3 separate regions of the Hordeum vulgare genome follow, and all the other regions are linked to region 2. The links are chromatin contacts, called in public Hi-C maps. All regions are on one chromosome and are shown on one strand. Each heading gives the region's core, a stretch centred on a gene start, on an enhancer-like site or on the middle of the called end of the contact. The rest is flanking DNA. Distances are from core to core; before and after follow the strand shown. Region 1 overlaps LOC123406337. Region 2 holds the start of LOC123402899. Region 3 holds the start of LOC123402030 (protein ABHD18).

Region 1 (2,700 bases), core at 70-2,569, 210 kb after region 2:
TGAGTAGATGGTCGATATTTTCTGGTGTGCATGAACTTGATGTCTCAGAAAGAATAAAACGACTCTCCAAGCAATCAAGCAATGCCCTGGTGGTCTGAAGAACTTTTGGAGATTCAATACAGAGAGCTAGTTTTTCAAATGGTAGAGAATTAGCAGATTCCTGATTTATCCCCAGCACGTCAAAGGCCGCAGCCAACACCGCTGTTGTCTCCCTGTACTTGTTCTCTGATGTCACTCTTTGCCCAAAGAACCTTTTTGTCCTCTCCTCTAGCGCAGCTCGCCTCTGCAAGCGAGCATGCAAGAGTTGAATACGATTCTCCTCCGCTTGCTGTACCCGATGTTCAACTCTCATGCCAAGCTCCTCCCTTTCCCTGTTGAACCTCATTTCTGCATCCTTCTTAGCAGCCTGACGCAGCTCATCCAATTTAGCTAAACGATTCTGCTCTTTCTCCAAGAGGCTCAACCTACAATTATAGAATTTTCTTGAATGCTCTTTTTGCGAAAAAAGAATCAAACAACATACTCTACCGGTCTGCCTCTTTTGATTACCTCTTCTGCTTAGCAGCCACAAGCTTCACTTCAAGGCGCCGCTGCTTGGGATCCTCCCCCTGAGATGGCTGTGAAGTACTCCTGACCGCACGCCTTGCTTTGCATGATAATGTTTCATGGAATTGCTGGAGAGCACAACAATTTATATAAGTAAGCAGTAGCAAACATATATGTTTTACCAGTCCATGAAACTTCACAAATTTTACCCCATTTTGGTCATTTCACCCTTCACACAGTTCTCAAAAGTCAAAAGTTAGTTAGCAAAAAACAAGAGAATGAACTTTCTGGTCATATAAATTGTAATGGAGACTCAACATCCTTACCATCAGAACCAACCAGGACTCAAACAAACCCTCTTCTAATCAATGCAGCAAGACACAAAGCTTTCACGTTTTCTCTACAAAAAAATAACTAGGCAGGGCTCCCATTCCCACAAAGTTAAGATAAACCTCAACTGCCTTGCAGCTCTAAGATCTGATCAAATAAACTAACACACGGTGCCAACTTGGCAGCCAATTCGCCAGCATGAAGGTCGACACAGCTCTGAGACCTGGTGGGTTCGTGGTATAGTTTTTCAAGAAGTTCTTGGGGGTTAGTAAAGAGTTTTGTTCTTCAAATTCTCAAGGACGTAACTACGTAGCGGCGCCGCATACCCGCGTTGCCATGCGGCGGCTGCTAAACCATTCATTAACGCAAGAAGAAGCGATGAGGTCTTTTTTTTTCTTTTAAAATTTCTTGTCGTCACACAATACACCGCATGCAGAGGACACCAAAGCATAAAAAAAGCACCTGTCGCTTTCAATCCACACTATGTGCTCTATGCATGCATGCATGTGCATGTATGTAGGCTGTAAAAAATGATTTATCTCACAGATTAATAATTTGATTGGAGATTCGCCTTCACCATTAGGTTCGTCTCGACGAGACCTTCAAAATAAGATCTCATGTTGACATGTTTCGTTGATTTTTTTTTCGTTATTCATAGTTGCCACATTTATGTCATCATAGTTGTCATCTTACGGGTGTACAGTTGTCACAAAAATTATACATAGTTGCCGAAACAATAATTTTATACTTTTTAAGTATTGCAGTGTTATGTGGAGCTAAAAAGTATTTATTAAAGCACTAACAATAAGCAAGTAAATGCATGAACCAGCACAAACACAATGAATCAAGTTTTTTAGTGGGGGTATATGGACATTCATGAATCTGATAAGCAAGTTAATTTAATGTGAGAACTATATGACCAATAATGTGACAAGTAAAGTCATTCCAAGGCGACCAGCTGAACGGGTTGCTCTGGGAATAGCTCTGGCGATAGCTCCGGCGATGGGCGGCTCCTCTCCGGCGGCCGAGACCTGACGTTGCGCGGTGCCCGCTGTCGGCCGCCGGCCGGCGTGCTGCCTTGCCCGATGCCCCCGCCTCCCCTGCAAGGGGCGCCCTCCCTTTGCTTCCCCCGGTCGCCTCGACGTTGGGCGGACTGGGCGGACGATCCCGACCCCGATGACTTGGCTTCTTCTGATGGTGACGGCCGGCTGGAGCTGCCGGTGTCCCTGGCGCCGCCGTCGCTCGGCTCGTTCTTGGCTGCGGAGCGACCTGCCCGCCGGCGGCCGGGGAAGGAGGTCGGGCGGCGGTCGCCGGTGCTCTGCCCCCTTGTGGTTCCCCCTCTCACCTCCTCGGCCCGAGCCGGTTCGCTGCCTGGGTTGTCCCCCGTGGCAGCCGCCGGTGAGGGCCCCCGCGAGCCCCGACCAGGCGCTGGTGCCCTGCCTCCTGGGGCGGCGGCGCCGGTGCCGGCGGCGGCGGGAGGAGCCCGTGCTCCTGGTTTGTCCCCTTCCCCGTGCCCTAACTTCCCGGGCCGGCTGGCGGGCGGATGGGCCGGCTCTCCCCGTGGGCCGCTGCGAACGGGGCCTGGGCCCATCTCTGCTAGCGAGATGGCCTGGGCCTCCCGCCGTGCCTCCCGTGTGCTGGAGAGGGTTAACCGGCAGTGGGCCGGCGCCCACCTGGGCCTCCCCCCGCGCTCGCGCCCGGGCCCAGGCCTGCGTCGGGCGGTCCGGCTCGGGGCTAGGGTTCCCCCTGCCCAGCTCGCGCCACCGCCACCTCGCAGCCTCGCCCCGTCCCGATCCAATCCCCCTCGCTCTCGCCCGACAGGTT
Region 2 (2,700 bases), core at 42-2,541:
GTAGAAGATAGAGAAAAGATGAGTGTGGTCCCCTATGCTTCAGCCATAGGGTCTATCATGTATGCAATGTTGTGCACAAGACCGGATGTCAGCCTGGTCATAAGTATGGCGGGAAGGTTTCAAAGTGATCCAGGAGTAGAACACTGGGCGGCGGTTAAGAATATTATGAAGTACCTGAAAAGGACTAAGGAAATGTTTTTCGTTTATGGAGGTGACGAAGAGCTCGTCGTAAAGGCTTACGTCGATGCAAGCTTTGACACTGATCCGGATGACTCTAAGTTTCAAACCGGATACGTATTTATATTTAACGGGGGTGCGGTAAGCTGGTGCAGTTCCAAGCAAAACGTCGTAGCTGATTCTACATGTGAAGCGGAGTACATAGCTGCCTTAGAGACGGCTAAGGAGGGTGTCTGGATGATGCAGTTCATGTCAGATCTTGGAGTAGTGCCAAGTGCACTAGACCCAATCAATCTGTTCTGTGACAACACTGATGCCATTGCTCTAGCCAAGGAACCAAGGTTTCACAAGAGGACCAGACACATAAAGCGACGTTTCAATGTCATCCACGATTACATCAAGGAGGATGACAAAAATATTTGCAACATACTTCGGATCCTATAGCCACCCCACGTCCTCTCTCCGTCTCGAATCGCATCGTGCCACGTCCCCACGGTCGTTGAACTAGTTTTATATCTCCATTTACATCATCATCCATTGGAGTTGTATTTTTACATCACCAATTTACATCATCTATTGGGGTTGCCTTTTTTAAAAGATGTAAAATGTATTTTTTTTTAAGATGTGAACATTTACATCTTTTGTTTTACATATCCATATTTACATCAATCTATTAGTGATGCTCTAAGTTTGGTTCACGCATGGAAATCCGAGAACAAAAATCACGGTGCGGATGCCATCCAAGTTAGGGCCAGTTCTTTTGATAGCTTTTTTGGGCTTTTAGAATAAGCTACCCCTACCCAGCTTATTCTATAATCTCATCTAAAAATATTTTTCTAGAAGCCTAGTAATCAAGACTTAATTCGTAGGTTTTTAAAAAAATATATTTGATTGAGCTTTTAAAATAAGCTGGGTAGGGGACAACTTATTTCAGAGTTTGTAGAAGCTATGAAAAGAACTGGTCCTTATATGGCGTGTCGATCGATCCTAACCGCAACCACCAAACTAGCTAGTTCCAGCGAGCCGAGGTCACAACAAAGATGGTCAGATAGATGTGTTATACACGCTCTCGTGAGTCTATAATGGTAAATTGCAGTTGCACACTTGCAGTGGAGTTCAGCAAGGCTCCTCTTCCTTACGCGTGTTGGCGGTGACCTGCCTGCCTGCCATTCTGGTCTGAGCTCAGTCCGGAAATTCAAGAACAGAAATGGACGACGATTCCTGGCGCGGCGTGGCGTGCGTCCGTCTTGTACCGCGATCGATCTGCGACGCTGCTGAGGTACATGGACGCGCCAACTGCCGCCGGTGCTGATCAAGACGGTGGTACCAGCTACGCCTAGATCACATCGTTTTCCAACGAACGCTCCGACGTGTAAGCAAGCGACGCCGGCCGTGCCGTCACCCCGTCTATTCCATTCCCGTCGATGGTTGCGGCCCTTCGGGTCCAAGACTGCCTCCCCTCGATGCGCGTTTCTTGCGTCTCCCCCGCGCCGATCCCTCCACGCGCACGCACCGAAAGAGATCCGCGATTTTTCTCAGAAAAAAGAATCCCCTTCTTCTTCCTCGCGGAACCGAAATCGCCACTCGCCCACCTTCTGTGGTCGCTCTCCGAGCTCTCGGAGTGCGTTGTCGCCGTCGCGTCGCTTGTAAGCCTGTTGCTTGACCCTCCCGCCTTCCTCCGTCTATAATTGACGGTTCTTGGAGGCTCTCCTTGCCCTGTATTGTACGCCCGGAGTGCGGTGGCAGTCGAGCGTTGACGGCTAAGGAGTGAGTGGTTAGTGTATTCTTACGGAGGGAGGGGAATGGCGCGAGGCGTGGCGGCGGCGGCGGCCTTGGGGGTCGTGGCGGTGCTCTTGACCGCCGCCGCGGCGAAAGTCTGCACCAACACGTTCCCGTCGTCGGATTCGGTGGCGACCCACGCGGAGCGCGCCGCGGCGCAGCTGCGGCTGCCTGCCGGCCACGGGCACGGGCACGACCACGAGCAGCACCTCACCCCGACCGACGAGTCCGCCTGGATGGAGCTCATGCCGCGGAGGTCCCTAAGCGGCGGCGGCGGCAGCACCCCGCCGCGCGAGGCGTTCGACTGGCTGATGCTCTACCGCAGGCTCCGGGGCGGCGCCGCCGCGGTGGACGGCCCCGCGGGCCCTTTCCTCTCGGAGGCGTCGCTGCACGACGTGCGGCTCCAGCCGGGGACCATCTACTGGCAGGCCCAGCAGACCAACCTGGAGTACCTGCTCCTCCTGGACACAGACCGCCTCGTCTGGAGCTTCCGCACGCAAGCCGGCCTCACGGCGACCGGGACGCCCTACGGCGGGTGGGAAGGGCCCAACGTCGAGCTCCGGGGACACTTCGTCGGTGCGCCGCCGCCACAATCTTGCCCTGCTCATTCCCACATGCCAGTCGCTCGTCTCAACTGAAATTTTGTTAGCCTGACGCTGTTCTCTGCATTGCAGGGCACTACCTGAGCGCCACGGCCAAGATGTGGGCGAGCACGCACAATGACACCCTCCGTGCCAAGATGTC
Region 3 (2,918 bases), core at 225-2,724, 230 kb before region 2:
TGGGAAAAAATCTGGAGCGATGATTCATTGCATATGGTATGACTACATATATACATCGGTTTATGGATCCCACCCAACATTAATTCAAAGACGAAGATGATAATGGTACACCAAGATAGAGTAAGATCGAGATACAAATTTTGTACCTGCCAAATGGACCACGCAAGCCATCTTCTCTGGTGAGACATCCTTGGGCGTAAGAAAAGCAACTCTTGCATTGTGACTCTCAGGAGGCAATGCATCAATTAGTCTCTCATCACATGTTGTCCGGAAAACACCCTCTCGCAGACAAGAGTTCTTTGTCTCCCAAACTGTTTTCCATTTAGGCTGCACAGCAGTTGGTGGCCAGCTCTGGCAAGGCGCTTCCGGGAAAAGCTGCTTCACCATCCTCTCTAACAAATCAAGTTTGGTACCTCCCCATCCCTTTGAGAAAAATGGTGTTCCTAATTTCGTGCGATGAAGGAGAGTCCCATATATATGGTCCAATACATAATGTACTAACCCAACATTCACGGATACCATATTCAAGAATGTCTGATTAAAGTTGATTACTCCACTTGACCACAAATTACAACCAGAAACACCGACAAATGCCTGCGCCAAAACATTTTAACAATTGTCCAAGTCAGCATATATTACATAACAGGAACATTATTAACAATTAAAAGCAAGGGAATGGTTTCCAGCGGTAACTTAAAGCAAGAATAAATTGAAGCAAGCCCGCTAGTAGCTTAAATTTTTGGATATAAAGCATAGCCCACTAGGAAAACAAGTATGGAAGGGATTCGCCGGAGCAATGCAGCATCATGGCATCAGACATTGAGATTCAAGGACAACAGTCACATCACAGACACCTACACATCAACTAAAAGCAGCATCTCTGCCAAAGGAAACGGACCTAATCGAGGCAGATCTGGAAGATAATTACTCGAGGTATTCGACAGGAGAGGAGACAGGACACCTGACGACGCCCAATGCAGGCAAATCCAGGCGCGCTCACATCTAGTAATAACTATCCAGGCCAGGAATCCAGCTCGCTGTGAAGGCTGCAATGCTCGAGCCGACCAGGCAGACGCCGACTCTCTTAAGAAGCGCACCTGCCTAATCCGTGGCGGACGGGAGCCAGCGACGACGGCGGCGGGACGCCAAGAGACCACGGGAGCCTCGCGGTCCGTCGGGAGGCAATCCGGATCGAGATCCACGGGAGGGGGGGAGGGAGAGTCAGAGAGAGACGGAGGCCGCGAGAGAAGCGGTCGCGGGGAAGGGGGTGGGGGAGATGGAGGGGGCGGTGGCGCGCCGTGAATTACCTCGTTGGATCCGCGGCGGCGCGAGGAAGGCGGCGCGGGGATCGCTGGCGTGGGGATTGTCGCCGGGTGCGGATTGTGGGACGGAGGCTGGAGATTTGGAACGAGTTCTTTTTGGCTGCGTTGTCGGGCGCGCGCGAGCGAGGGGGGAGAAGGTATAGGAGGACACGGTGGGCGACGGCCGCGGGGACCCGCACTCGGTTTTGGATGAGGACATCGAGGCGGATAAGGTGCAGCCAGGGAGCGGATGATGCCTGCGCTGCCTACGCGCCGATTGCGACGTGCGTGTACAACACGAGTTTCTAATCGAAACGGACACCGAGTAAAGTTGATCAGCTTATCTTCACCTAAAACACACCGAGTTGATTTTACAAAAAAAAATCATTACTGTTTATGACATTAAACTCGTAGTATATATTAAATATTTTTTTAAATACTCATATCTTTTAAACCGTAACTCCAAATTTAACATATTATACATGGAATTTGATTAGAAAAATATGTATAATTTAAATATGATATTATTTTATCTGTTAAACGTTTAATAAAAATACTATCTAGGGTGCAATCTTAATAAAGAAGTCACTATTCGTCTTTCTTTCATACCGGTACTCATCCGGGTTGGGAATGAACACGTCAACAAAATCAGGATTAGAGATGAAACTGAAGGTCACTTGACTGATTCTTTGTACGTATTAAATCTACATGCAAGCCGTGTTAAAATAGAAGACCTGTGAAATTTTAAACTGCATTTTTGTAGGATAAGACCATCTTTATTTGTATCGTAACTATAAATTCTCAAATTATAGACATTTTTTATAAATTAAGAGCGTGTGTCGTGTGATATTTTTTTCTCCCGTTGCAACGCATGGGCCCTTTTGCTAGTTAATTCTAAAAGGGAAGCACTTTGCGCCTGCACGCCGACCCAACTGTTGGGCCGGTCGTCCTGCAGCCGTCAGATCTGTCCCTTCCGAACCATCGGATTCTATCTTTCCCAACCTTCAGCACGCGCACGGGAAAAGGAAGAGGCCCGCCTCGCACGCGCCGACGCCCCAGCACGCGCCGACCGCCTCGCCTCGCCTCCTCATCGCTGGTCGCCCTCACCGTCGGTCGCCGCCTCAGCCGCCGGTCGAAGCACCATGGATGCAGCTCCGCGACTCAGCTCGTCCAGACCACTCGCCGCCCCGCGCTCCGGGACTCAGCTCGCCCACCATTCGCTGCCCCCGCCGCTGCTCATGCCCGTCGGTCTTCACCTTGTCGGTCGCACCTCACCCCCTGTGTTGCAAACGCTGGAAAAAAAGTTTCAACCGTGTATAGAAAAGCTTCAACCGTTAAAAAAAACAGCTTCAACCAAAAAATTCAACGAGGGAAAGTTGCAAACGTTGATAGAAAAGCTTCAACCGTATATGGAAAAAGTTTCAAACGCCGCTCCGGCTGCAGCATCTCACGTGGTCACTCCTCAAAAAGTTGCAATCATGTATAGAAAAGCTTCAACTGTTAAGAAAAAAAGCATCAACCAAATACTTCAACGATGAAAAAGTTGCAAACGTTGACAGAAAAAGCTTCAACCGTATATAAAAAAAAAGTTTCAACCGTCGCCCCCGCTGCAGCATC

The links. A called contact is a pair of places that touch in the nucleus more often than the background predicts.
Region 1: a contact with region 2 is called in a Hi-C map of leaf, with 6 times the contacts expected there. The contact joins the enhancer-like site here to the promoter of LOC123402899 in region 2. A contact is called at or near these places in 5 of 6 Hi-C or Micro-C datasets (leaf, seedling and an unstated tissue) and 1 of 1 datasets of contacts at active chromatin or transcription factors (embryo).
Region 3: a contact with region 2 is called in a Hi-C map of leaf, with 5 times the contacts expected there. The contact joins the promoter of LOC123402030 here to the promoter of LOC123402899 in region 2. A contact is called at or near these places in 4 of 6 Hi-C or Micro-C datasets (leaf and seedling) and 1 of 1 datasets of contacts at active chromatin or transcription factors (embryo).

What each region holds. Positions count from the first base shown.
Region 1 is chr6H:148,973,725-148,976,424 of MorexV3_pseudomolecules_assembly, reverse strand. It overlaps LOC123406337, which reads right to left. Exons shown (of 10, transcript XM_045099833.1): 2 at 550-674; 3 at 1-464. Among protein-coding and RNA genes, the nearest start is that of LOC123406337, 14 kb to the right of the region's middle. Within about 2 kb of position 1,319, at least 1 of the 3 cell types and tissues checked has open chromatin away from gene starts, as enhancers often do. A contact at or near this core is called in leaf, where this site is marked.
Region 2 is chr6H:149,183,962-149,186,661 of MorexV3_pseudomolecules_assembly, reverse strand. LOC123402899 reads left to right here and starts at 1,291. Exons shown (of 12, transcript XM_045096865.1): 1 at 1,291-2,532; 2 at 2,631-2,700. The coding sequence starts at 1,980.
Region 3 is chr6H:149,413,884-149,416,801 of MorexV3_pseudomolecules_assembly, reverse strand. LOC123402030 (protein ABHD18) reads right to left here and starts at 1,474. Exons shown (of 6, transcript XM_045095887.1): 1 at 1,308-1,474; 2 at 147-594. The coding sequence starts at 522.